Regions from separate parts of the Sus scrofa genome. Here regions 2 and 3 are each linked to region 1. The links are chromatin contacts, called in public Hi-C maps. All regions are on one chromosome and are shown on one strand. The core of a region is the stretch at or near the end of the contact, and the rest is flanking DNA. Distances in the headings are between cores, read along the strand shown. Region 1 has its middle 250 kb from the start of HSF2. Region 2 has its middle 370 kb from the start of HSF2. Region 3 has its middle 330 kb from the start of HSF2.

What was found. Hi-C and Micro-C count contacts between places; a contact is called where the count stands out from the background.
Region 2: a contact with region 1 is called in a Hi-C map of heart right ventricle, with 9 times the contacts expected there. The contact joins two enhancer-like sites. A contact is called at or near these places in 2 of 47 Hi-C or Micro-C datasets (fetal heart ventricle and heart right ventricle).
Region 3: a Hi-C map of heart right ventricle shows a contact between it and region 1, with 6 times the contacts expected there. The contact joins two enhancer-like sites. A contact is called at or near these places in 2 of 47 Hi-C or Micro-C datasets (fetal heart ventricle and heart right ventricle).

The regions. Positions count from the first base shown.
Region 1 is chr1:40,428,083-40,432,172 of Sscrofa11.1, forward strand. No RefSeq gene overlaps it. Among named protein-coding and RNA genes, the nearest start is that of HSF2, 250 kb to the left of the region's middle. Within about 2 kb of position 2,364, at least 4 of the 83 cell types and tissues checked have an H3K27ac peak or open chromatin away from gene starts, as enhancers often do.
Region 2 is chr1:40,545,685-40,549,774 of Sscrofa11.1, forward strand. No RefSeq gene overlaps it. Among named protein-coding and RNA genes, the nearest start is that of HSF2, 370 kb to the left of the region's middle. Within about 2 kb of position 1,732, at least 10 of the 83 cell types and tissues checked have an H3K27ac peak or open chromatin away from gene starts, as enhancers often do.
Region 3 is chr1:40,513,018-40,517,107 of Sscrofa11.1, forward strand. No RefSeq gene overlaps it. Among named protein-coding and RNA genes, the nearest start is that of HSF2, 330 kb to the left of the region's middle. Within about 2 kb of position 2,369, at least 2 of the 83 cell types and tissues checked have an H3K27ac peak or open chromatin away from gene starts, as enhancers often do.

The sequences.
Region 1 (4,090 bases), core at 1,114-3,613:
CTACACCACAACCACAGTAATGCGGGATCCGAGCCGCGTCTGCGACCTACACCACAGCTCACGGCAATGCAGGATCCATAACCCACTGAGTAAGGGCAGGGATCGAACCCGCAACCTCGGTTCCTAGTCGGATTCGTTAACCACTGCGCCATGATGGGAACTCCCGGCATTTTATTAAAACTCAATAAAAGGAACTTAGCCTTTCGTCTGTAATCATACCACTTTTCCATCTTATTGAGGACGTAAATACTAACAGCCCCTCAAGATAGGATTTGTGTAAAATTTATTGCTTTATTACTCAAAAAAACCCCACCAAAATACTGGGTTTACAGAGAATAGGATTTAAGTATTTATTGAATATATTAATGAATAAAGACAGTAAATATTTACCATATGTTTTGCATAATATATTGTGTTTTATATAGTGTCTTATCTAACTTCTAAATAACCTTTAAATCTTTATTATTATTTATATTTACTTTTAAATTTAATTTTTATGCAATTTAATTTTACCATTTAAAATAGAATTTTAAAATGTTATTTTTGGTAAATACATACGTATGTTTAAAATGCATGCACAATCATGAGAATAATTTGGTTCAAGGCTTAAATCTAGCTTTGAAGGACTTTACAACAGGTCAGGAAGTATTAAACACATTTTATAATTTTGTAAAATGAGGCTAAGGCAGAATGTATCTCACACCAAGTAGCCCTAACTCTTTGGAACAGACTCTTATGACTCAAAAAGCATTTTTTTTTTCCATAATAAACTGTCTCAATGTCTATCATTTTGTTGAAAGCTTTGCTCATTGGGATGCCTGAAGAAGATGAAATGTAAAAAACAGTTGTGTGTCTCTCTTTTCCCGAGAATTACTTTGAGTATATACCACACTGGCTACCACACTGGTTCCAAGTATTAAACAGACCTGAAGTCTTCAATTTTCAGCCAACCTTTCGTAGCTTAGACATTCTGTAATTTTGTCAAAAGCAAAAGAGTAAAAATATTCTTAAAAGAATATTGAAGGTTTATTGATTTTTTTGGCCACGCCCACAGCATGTGGAAGTTCCTGGGCCAGGGATGAAATACAAGTATGCCACATCTGAGCCATTTCAGGGACGACAATAAGCAGGATCCTTATCCTGCTGTGGCACAAGGGAACTCCTCTATTGAGTTTTAATAAAATGCTCTTTAAAATGTATATATTGCTTAGCTTTTCTGGGCTCAGTTTCCTTATTTCTAAAGAGAAGGCAATTGGATTATAGGGTATCCAAGCTCCTGCCAAGAGCAGGACTATTTTCAGTGTTATGAAGAAAGTGTACTTTCTTCCAACTATTAGAAGCTTGTTTCCTACTTTCTTTTCATCACTCTAGTTGTAGACAATTTTTCCAGTGTGATATATTAATATATTATGGCTGAAAAAGACTGCTTCCAAAATGCTTATAAGATTATACATCTTTTTGTCTAACAACACAAATTTGTTTAAATGGCCATTAGAAACTTGGGAAGATGGCATTATAAAACCAAGTGTCATTCGCTCTTCTAGAGTTGGCCTTGTATTAGAGTGTCATTTTTAGGTGTTTGTGCCTATCTCCTTCTGAAGTGGATAAAAATTATATGCTCTTATTTGTATCTCCCAAACCTATCACCTCACAGTGAAAGACGTGTTGGTGATATCTTGGCGACAGGAAGAATGGTCTGTGTCAGCGATAACAACCACGTTCCTATTCCCTGATCCTACCATTTATCTTCTGGGTGCCACCTTTCATACCTTCTATAGGGTTTCTGGGCAAATTTTAAAATGACTGTGCTGTCAACCTTTTCACGTGATGAGGACATCCAGACTGCCACCATTGCCAAGTACAGAAAATGGCACTTGCAATAGCCCAGAAGTCACCTCTGTTCTGAATCAGCTGGGGCCAGTGACACAGACTAAATCACATGAGAGAGCTGCTGCATGTCCTGGGAAGGTACGCATTTTCTAAAGAAAGAAAACTATTTTGGAACTTCTGAATGTGACAACCTTTCTTGTTCACACTCAGTAAACACATTAGCTGGATTCTTCTGATTATCAATTAGCAATGTTTTTGCCAGGAATACTGGCACTGATGCTGTTTTTAGCATTGAAAAATCCTGTGGAAGAAATGAGGATTTTAGCATGTTGTAGGTGTTATGGTTTCTGAGTGTTTTACGGCATTCTCTGAACTATTATAACTAATTAACTTTTCAATCAGAAAATGTGCCTCTTTTGCTGTTAGGTTTCAAGAGGAGTTTCTTTGAAAAGAAGTAAAATAATAAAGGCTTGGGTTGAATCTACTTTCATAGGCAAGTCACATCTCACATTATTAAGCACTTGTACTGAAGAGCTCCCAGGGCGAATGAGGCCAAGGTTAGGACTCTTCAGACATCAGAGGCCAAGTTCTATCTTATAAGAAATGATTTTATCCCCCAGTTACAGTCTAGGCCCCTGGCCCTGACTTGTTCTCTGTCACCAAGAGATAGTAGTTTTACCTGACATGAGGGATGCCAAGAAAGAGATCGTGAATGGCAGTGAAAATCATCATGATGCTAAATAAAAAGACAGCTAGACTGAATATGAATTTGTAGCTTCCCCTTTGTATTAAGTTGAGCCACACAAAATTGCCTGTTCTGTTAGTCAAAGAAGTAAAATAAAAGCAATTTTATATGGTTCGAACTTACATTTTTTCTGGCTATCATTTAGAAAGGAGAATTTAGGGAATTCTGTTAGGTCAACTAGACTGATTCTTTTTCATGCAAACACAGCTTTCTCAAGTTAAATGATCAGACTAAAAATAATTTAATTATAGGGTTTTCTGGAATAAAATTTTAGTAGAAACAGGGTGACAAAATCTAATAAGTTAACTATTTCTATTTAAGCCCAGTTAATTATTGGGGCCATATCATGTGATTATTTCTACCTCCTGATGCCAGGATACAAGGGTTCAAATCTGAGCTCTGATACATATTTCCTTCACCTTGAGCAGGTTACTTACTCCATCTGTGACTCTGTTTCCTTACCTTTAAAATAGAAATGATGATAGTACCTACCATGTAAGGTTGTGGCAAGGATTAAATGAGTAATCAATATAAAAAACTTGGAATGGTTTTCAGTATACCATTATAAATGTTGGTACTTATAGTTACCAATCACCAAATGAAGCTATGGAAGAAAACTAACTAGATGAGCAAATCCCTGTTGTCATTCTGGTTGTGGTCGAGATAGATTTTCAGTCTAGAGCAACTGATCTTAGAGCCCGGTACTATATTTTCCGACTGACTAGTGGTGTTAAGTAGATCTCATGTGCATGTTAGGTGATAACATTGTCAAAGATGACTGAAACATTTCACATGATGAGCTTTAGAAGAGCCAAGAACTCCAGTGAGCGCTAAAGATAGATCACCAGCCTGCAGAGAATCCCTCTCTGCTGGTTTAGATCAGAAGTGCAGTGACCTTACAGTGAGCCTTTTAGAGGATAAGTACTATTTGATGAGGACACCATCATGATTTGGTTGGTCATGATGCTCTAGCCCCTATCAAATCTTTAGTATCTGAAATTTTCTCACACTGATTCCTGTCACCATGAAAAAGGGGCCAACTCTCTCTTGATCAGGAATTGTGTGAGGCTCAACAAATACATAGCAACCAAGTTTTTATCTGAGCAGGGTGACAGATAATTTCTCAATATCTCACTAGAAAAAGAAATATGTGATATAGCGGTTTATGGTCAGATGATGGCTGAAAATACAAGGAAGTGGAATCTAAAAGCCAGGCAGAATTTTCAAGGCAGCAGACCACTGTGTTTTCCTCTTTCCATTGAAAACTGTGGAGGTTATGGACATGTAGCCATAACCTCTGGAAAAATGAGTTCCATTCTTTATTTTCTTTTTTTTAAAGAAGGACATTTATCTCTCTCTTTTTTTGGGGGGGGGGGAGGTTCCATGGTATATGGAAGTTCCTGGGTCAGGGATCAAACCCATACCGCAGTGACAACCTGAGCCACAGCAGTGACAATGCCGGATCCTTAATCCACTAAGCCACTGGGGAACTCCATGAGTTCCATTAATACTGTA
Region 2 (4,090 bases), core at 482-2,981, 120 kb after region 1:
ATTGGAAATAATCACTGGATTAGATTTTTCCAGAAAAAAATCACTGGGAGTTCCCATCATGGCTCAGCAGTTAATGAACCTGACCAGCATCCATGAGGACTCTGATTCCATCCCTGGCCTCGCTCAATGGGTTAAGGATCTGGCATTGCTGTGAGCTGTGGTGTAAGCAGGCCACTACAGCTCCGATTGGACCCCTAGTCTGGGAACCTCCATATGCCATTGGTGTGGTCCTAGAAAAGACAGATGGGAAAAAAAAAAAAAAATCCCTGGATTAGACAGACCCCGTCTCAATTTTTTAGATAAGGTGTCAGCAAACTAAGGCTCATGGGCCAAATCTGGGCCACTTTTTTTTGTAAATAAAGTTTTATTGGAACATAGCCACACCTATGTTTTTACATATTGTCTATGGCAGTTTTCACACTATAGTAGCAGACTTGAGTAAGTTCCAAACAGATAATGAAAATATTCACTATCTAAAATATTTTCTACATGGCCCTTTACAGAAAATGTGTTGACCTCTTTTTTAGGATATCATGATTATTTTACTTTTTATAAAAGTTCTTTTTAAAATGTCATAAGGTGATACATACTTGGTGGGAGAAAGCACAAATATTTCAGAAATGTATGAAGTGAAATGTGAAAGACAAAATTTTTCATTCATCTTAGATTCCTTTTCTGCCACCTTTGGAGCCTAGCACAATTGCCTGGCACAGAGTAAGTGGTCATCAATAAATGTTTGTCAAGGAAAGGAAGGAGGTTAAAAGGGAGAGGCAGGAACAGGAAGGGTAGGAAACAGGCTGAAAGGTCAATTTGGTTAAATTCAAGTTCTTAAAGTTCTGAATGGGAAAATACAGTGATTTTTTTCAGACATTCACTTTGTTCTAAAACTTGATTTCCATTTCTTCACATTCTGTGGGTATTCTGAACAAGATAATAGGTTTCATCCTCAAACACAACATTTTTCTTTCATTCAAATATTGGAGACATGCTACCAAAGGAGAGGATTTTGTGAGATGTGCAATTCTGAGTTACCTAGCTAAAAGAAAATACACTCCATAAAAGCTAGCTTCCTTGGAAAAAGTAAAAGATTTTGTTTCCCCTCTTGAAAAGTAAGAAGGTATGAACCTCATGGCTTGCACATGGAATGAACCTTCTGAGACAAAAGAACAAAAACTCACAGTAAACAATAGGTGTTCCATAATATACAAGAGAAAGTGATGGATGCTTCTGGAATACTCTCCTTCCTTGCTTCCTATAGGTTATAGACCAAGGGTTGCCTTGACAGGGACGTGACTACACATCGTCTTATGAAAGACTGTTCTGAGGTCACTAAATGTGAATTAATTGCACACACTTCTATTATGTCACTTTTAAGGCAAGTTATTGTAAGACAGTGCTAGCCTATGAATTCTCAAGAGAAGAGTGTCATGAGAAAGTAAGCATAGGAAGTTTACCTAATTCCTTATTATATTCCTGTTTCTTCTCTTCCCTTTTGCTTGGTGAGCTAATGCAATACAGAATCTTAGACTTATTGTTTTAAGCAGTTGATCTAGTTAACTTTGGGTTCCTGGGTGGTGAAATACTCAAAGACCTCCCATGGGTAGAAAAACCTTTGTACTGCAATCTTATTACACAACAGGGAAGGCTGGTGGAATGAGTTTTTCACCCCCTCATTTTAGTTTGTCTCTACCACATAACAATGTGACACAGAGTGAAGCAAGCGCAAGTCTGTGTGTGATATTAACTTGGAACTGCTTTTTGGCTGTCATCATTGACTGTGTCACCACTTTGTCACCTGCCTCCTAGATTTTGTCAACTGTAGCGGGGTGTTTGAGATCACTTTCATCCCTGTGGAATGTGCCTGCAGCATTCGTATGAGGGCTAGTCCACTCAGACAAGGCTATCACTGCTGGTAGAGTTGTTTTACTTGCATTCCCTGGATTTAAGAGATTAATAGAAAAGCCTCCAATGCGGGGGATGAGGAGGACTCCAAGAATGTCCAAGGAGGAAGCATTCCCTCTAGCTATTTGATTGTGAGATTGATTGTATAAAATGATATGTGTAGTGAAATCTTTACCCACAGCTTTTTATCTCATCAAATATTGTGGCTGAGTTTTCCTCATTCCGTTCTTCTTCTTCTTTTTTTTTTCCTAAGAAGGAGCCTTTCTTCTTGGCATTCCCTGTGGGTTAAGGATCCCACATTGTCACAGCACAGGGTTCAGTCCCTGGCCTGGGAACTGCCACATGCCCTGGGCACGACCAATAAAACAAAACAAAACAGCAAAATTAAGAAAAAAAACATTTTATCAAACTCCAGAACTCAGTCTCCCAGCATCTGTTTACGCTTCATGGAATGACTGAGTACCTGTGAGAAGAAAACGGCTGAAATCAGGAGGATAAGTAAGGAATGGCCCCCCTTCCTAAACTCTTTGGAGGGTATTTGGTTTCTTCCTCCCCGCATTCCTCTCCTTCTCAGTTCCCTTTCCCCCACAAACAACTTCTCTCTTCTGTGCATAAAAGTTTGCCATTGGTGCTTAAGGTTAATTTTAATACTTAAATGTTTCAGGTGCTAGCTCTTCAATAGCCTCCGCAATTCCCTCCTCACTTTTGGTGATGGTATAATAAAAACAGTGTAAACAATAGGATTTGTTTTCATCTACACTCACAACCACAGAGTTTTGTATTTGCTTAGAGCAGTAGCTCTCAGAATGGAAACTTTAAAAATATTTTATTTATTAGGTTAAAACTGTTGGGTTATATCACCAAACACAACTGAACAAAGAAATATGGAGAGGAGGTGTGAGGAAAGAAAGGACTCAAAGTTCTGATGGAGGACGCATAAAGGGAATAAAAGCCATCATTTTAATACCTTACACATTTCCCTTTTCTATTTAAAAATAAATCTCAATAAGCAGTCTAGCCTGTAACATCATTCTCCCAGGCTTCTCTGTTCCTATTTAACTACATTAAAACCTGTCTGTAAGCCCCCCACTGGGAGAGGAAAAACATTCCCTTTGCTGGCAGGTGGTCTTTTTGCAAGCACTTCCCAATTGAAAACATATGTTCCTGGGTGTGAGGAGGCTCCTGGTGAGTAGTGGGGAATCTCATGCCAGAAATGATTGAATAATATAGGCAAATTCAAGATAAACATGCTTAGTCCTCCCTTCATTTCAAAATAGAGGTGGAAGCTCTCTATCCTACTCACCTTCACCTCCAAGTTGAAGGTCTTCCTTAAATGTAGCATGGCTCAGCATTTATCTCCTCTTTCTTGTTAGTGTTAACCTAAGACCCACTTGTTTCTTTTCCTTTTCCAGATCTTTGCCACCAAGACCAGTTAAGCTACCAATAACATGGGGTTGATCTTCTTAGGGATAGGATCCCTTCCCCAGACCCCAGATTTCTTCACAGTTAATGGAAGAAAGGAGAGTTGCAATATAGACAATCTTTTTCCTATTCAAAGAGATGTAAAGTCTCTTGGCAAAGATCTTTTTTCAAATGAGAAATTTGATGCAGGAAGAGCAGTTATGTGAATGACCATTGAAAAGAAGTTCAAAAAATAATTGTAATGCAATATTTCTTAACCATACATCTTTTACTAAATATCAGTCGACTATTTTGCCATATGCCTTTCCCTGTCTGCACACATGTTGGTAAAGACTCAATGTGGCTAATTCTGTTCCATTGCCTGGAATAAAAAAGAGTGAGTTTGCTTAGTAAAAATTAGAATTTAATTGAGCTTTGTGAAGTACATAACTAATAGAAATTTCCCCAATATCCCAAACTCTAAAAATAATTGAGGATTTATAGAGGCAGTGAAACACTGCATAATATGGAGAAATGTTCTTTACTTCAACCCAGAAGCACTTTATAAATGAGTTCTGTATCTCACACTGACAGAGAGGTCAGATTGATGCTGTTTTAAGCAATTGGTTATTTAGTTAAGATTTGCTGCATCAACTTCTAAGTGCTCCCCAAAAGTCAATGCTCTGTAATGAACTTGCTATTGTTTGAAAGCTCAAAGTTTTCTTTACTGCCTCAGAAAGAGTGGTATCACATATCTGCTTTTCCCCAATAACTAATTTTGAACATT
Region 3 (4,090 bases), core at 1,119-3,618, 85 kb after region 1:
TATGACCCATTTGTGGTTAAAAATTAAACAATGAAAATAAGGGGAGCATCTTACCTTTTAAGAGTGAATATTCTGCACTGGTTATTACTTTTGTCTCTGTAAATGTATGTTTCAAATTCTTGTTCCCTTTTTAAAAAATATTTTACACACACACACCCTCTCTCCCTTTAAATTTAAAATTGATCAAATCCAAAGTCAGATTATTAACTACCAAATTTATATGAAGCACCTTATAACTAGCCTGCAGATGTTAGTTAATCATGTAGTAAATGTCTTTCAGTTTTGGATGTCTGAGGATTGGGGAAGTTCACCATAATAGAAAGAAAGCAAGAAGTAGAAGCATGTTTGCACGGTATTATTCTCATTTTTCTCCTGTCATCTGCAAATGAATATCAAATAAATAGATATAAAACTTCTGCCAATAGAGGGCTAAAAAGGGCATAGAACGTAAATGCAATAGTATACATGGAAAACAGAGCATAAAACTTAATTCTGAGATAAATAGGAAAGTGGAATAAAAAGAATCACATTTTCCATGTCTTTTGATCAAATAATGGAAAGAGAAGGGGTCATCAAATAAGATCTTGGGAACAGAAGATGCTGAGTGTGAATTATTTTGAAATCCTATCCAAACCCCAATATACATGTACAGAGAACAAGCATCTGCGTGTTCTGTTAAATGGTCGTGTGGTTTCAGGATTTGCTCCAGTTGCTGCAGTCAGCATTTCTGGGTTCTGTCCTCATTCTGTGCCAAAAGGACATCTTTGTGGAGACTTGTAATGTGCCTTCAGCAGAGGCTCTCTCTTTAGTCCCCAGATCACTTTCAATACCATGTATGTTCTCAAAGCAACACACCCCTTCTGAAAATACATTTCCCCAATGCTTTTGTTATTATCACTGGCACCTTATTCCTGGTGGATTCTGGTTCCTTTAGGAGACTCTAGTTTGACTCACAGAAAAGTGTTGGGATATGGGTTGCAGAGAAAGAAAGCCACGTTCTGAAATCCTAAATGCTCACACAGTCTCAAAGTCAAACTTGGGTTTTCAGTGTTTTAGTTTCTTCCAAGTGTAGAAGACAGAAGAGATCACGATGAAGGTTGACTATTATGATTGGAAATAATTTCTAATGTGATTAATTTTGCTGTTGTTAACACTAAGTTCCTTAATTTGGTATGTTTATATTTTTAATATTCTTGTATGTTTTACTTAAACTTGTATGAGCCTAAAAGCAATAACAACAACGAAATACCTGGGTCTGTTGTAATCAGCCTGATAACTTATTACCTTAAGTGGGAAGGCAGACTATCCTTCCACCAGCATTCACTTCACAAATATTTAAGTCCCTTGCTTGAATAAGACACACTGCACTTAGATGCTATGAAGGGTAAAAGTAAGAGTCCATTGGAATTGAATATTTAGAGGTAATCTAATAAATAACTTATGTCTTGGGCACAAATATAAACCAAACATGGTTTAATTCCTAATAATGAAAATGGGAAAATATTCATTGCTTTTGCTGTATTTTGCTTACCTGATTGGTATAAATGGAGAAGTTATATATAATATGATTATACTTATTTTAATTCTTGAGCTGTAAAGTTGGGATGGGAAATGTCTTAAAGGAAAATGGGTTCATTTTACATATCATACTTTTATGAGGACAAATCAAGCTTTTGCAATCATCATCAAGTAGGTCCAACTCTCTGTATTTAAGAAGAAAGAAACAAAATAGCCTTGACTTAATATTTCCTCTATCATTATTTTTACTTAAGCCTACATGTGAGCATGTCCTCCCAAACCTTTACATCAGCAATTTCCCACCTTTCCTCACTGTTATTGATTTCATACTTCCGTCATTAATCACATCTGTCAGATTTTCCCCCAATGGATGGACAACTTTGCAGATTGATTTCCATCTCCAAAGTGATAAATTTCCTTCCATTCCTAGGGTTCAGTTCACAATGGTGCTCACTGAAAAATGCCATGTCAAAATTTGGGGCAAATTGATTGATCTTTTTGAATCTAAATCTTCTCATCTATGAAAACAAAACAAACCAAAAAAACAAAAAAAAAGTCCAAAACATACTACATCTACATTCCCTGTAACTTTAAGTAAGTGTGTATAACATGTTACTCATGTAAATGAATATAACAAACCTCTTAGGATTTATAATCCCAAGAATAGTTCCTCCTTCTGGGAGGTGGTCAATAATATAATTTAGTCAGTAGATGGCACTGTTTATTACGGTATTAGCATTAAGAAAGCCATCGCAAAATGCCAGTTACCTCAGCTGATCAGGGTGGGGGTTGGAGAGGAGGAGGCTCTGTTCTTACAGAAGAGAAGGCAGAAATTTCTTAAAGGTTGGCATGACCTTGAGAAGGAATCTAGTCCAACTTCCTGGCTCATTAGACCTTTACAAAGAAAATTCTATCTCAGATATTTTAGAGTGGATATTTTTAACATACTTTATTTATCCCTTTCAAATTTGAAACACCCAGGAAATCTATCCAAGTTGCATCTATTGTTCATGTCTTCATATTTAGGCCTGAATGAAATTAGGAAAAATTCTTCCTGTTCTTTTCCTGTGCAATCCCTCCAGGTGTATAGGGAACACTATCATTTTATGCATGTACTTTTCTTTTCTTGAGGTCTTTGGTCTAAGAAACCCATCAAATTTGGGGGAAATCCACATTATATATGAATTCTATTAGAATACTCTCTCAGATTCTAACCTATCATTATGTAGGCCAACATGTACAATCTAGCATCTATAGTTAGTTAGTTATTAAGTAATTGAAATAAGCAAATGGTTACAGGACACAACATATATGCATTAGAATTTCCATTAGCCGTAACCAAATCAAATCTTTTGAAGAAGTTAATCAAACAAAAAAAATATATAATTCATAACTATTAGGTAGAGAATGTTGCTTTCAACTGCCATCTTAATTTTTCTCTCATTTTGTTATTTTTCATGAATTTTGAAATTTCTAAATGGATATAAATTAAAAATTAAAGTACCATGTAAATGAACACTATTAAATATTCAGAATAGCTTTGTTAAATTCAGAGGGTTAACCATCTTGGACCATAAAATATTATTTATTCTTTGTCTCTTTTTTTAATGATTTTAATTTTTTCCATTATAGATGGTTTATAGTATTCTGTTTCTACAGTACAGCAGAGAGACACAGTCACACATACTTTTTCTCACATTATCCTCCATCATACTCCATCATAAGTGACCAGATATAGTTCCCAGTGCTATAGAGCAGGATCTCATTGCTTATCCATCCCAAAGGCAATGGTTTTCATCTATTAACCTCAGACTCCCTGTCCATCCCACTCCCTTCCCCTCCCCACTGGCAACCACAAGTCTGTTCTCTAAGTCTATGAGTTTCTTCTCTGTGGAAAGTTTCATTTGTGCTGTATATTAGATTCCAGATATAAATGATATCATATGGTATTTGTCTTTCTCTTTCTGACTTCACCTAGCATGAAAGTCTCTTAAAATCAGGGAATGTGTTTCACTTATCCATGAATCCCAAGAGCCTTGAAAGTACTAACTTAATAAAGATATACAGTGGTGCATAATAAATATTGATTGAAGGAATACTTTCACCCAAGTTAATTAAATATTTTAGGAGGATTATAAACTACATTCCAAATATAATTTCAATAACTATTATGTCAAAGTTTGATTCCCCTGTGATAAGCCTACTTTTCATTTTGTCTGTTAAGACTTTTTAGTAGCTTTCCTTGTGTTAGTAAAAAGCAAAAACAGGGATAAAGAAAGGCACTTGAAAATTAATCCTGTATGGAAATGTAACTAAGTTAAATAATTATCTTTTATTACCTTTTAGTTATTATGAATATATTCATTATATCATATTATTCTGTACAAAATGATTTTTCAAAAAAATATTATTAAACACCTTTCCTTTGTGTTCTCTTACAATAATAAGCTTACTTATTATTTTAAATTATTTGGAAAACATCAAGTGTTTAATTTTTTATATGTTTCATTTTGTTTGGGGAATTTTATATTACTTTTACTTTTTACTGTTTTGGAAGTATTTCTTAAACTTC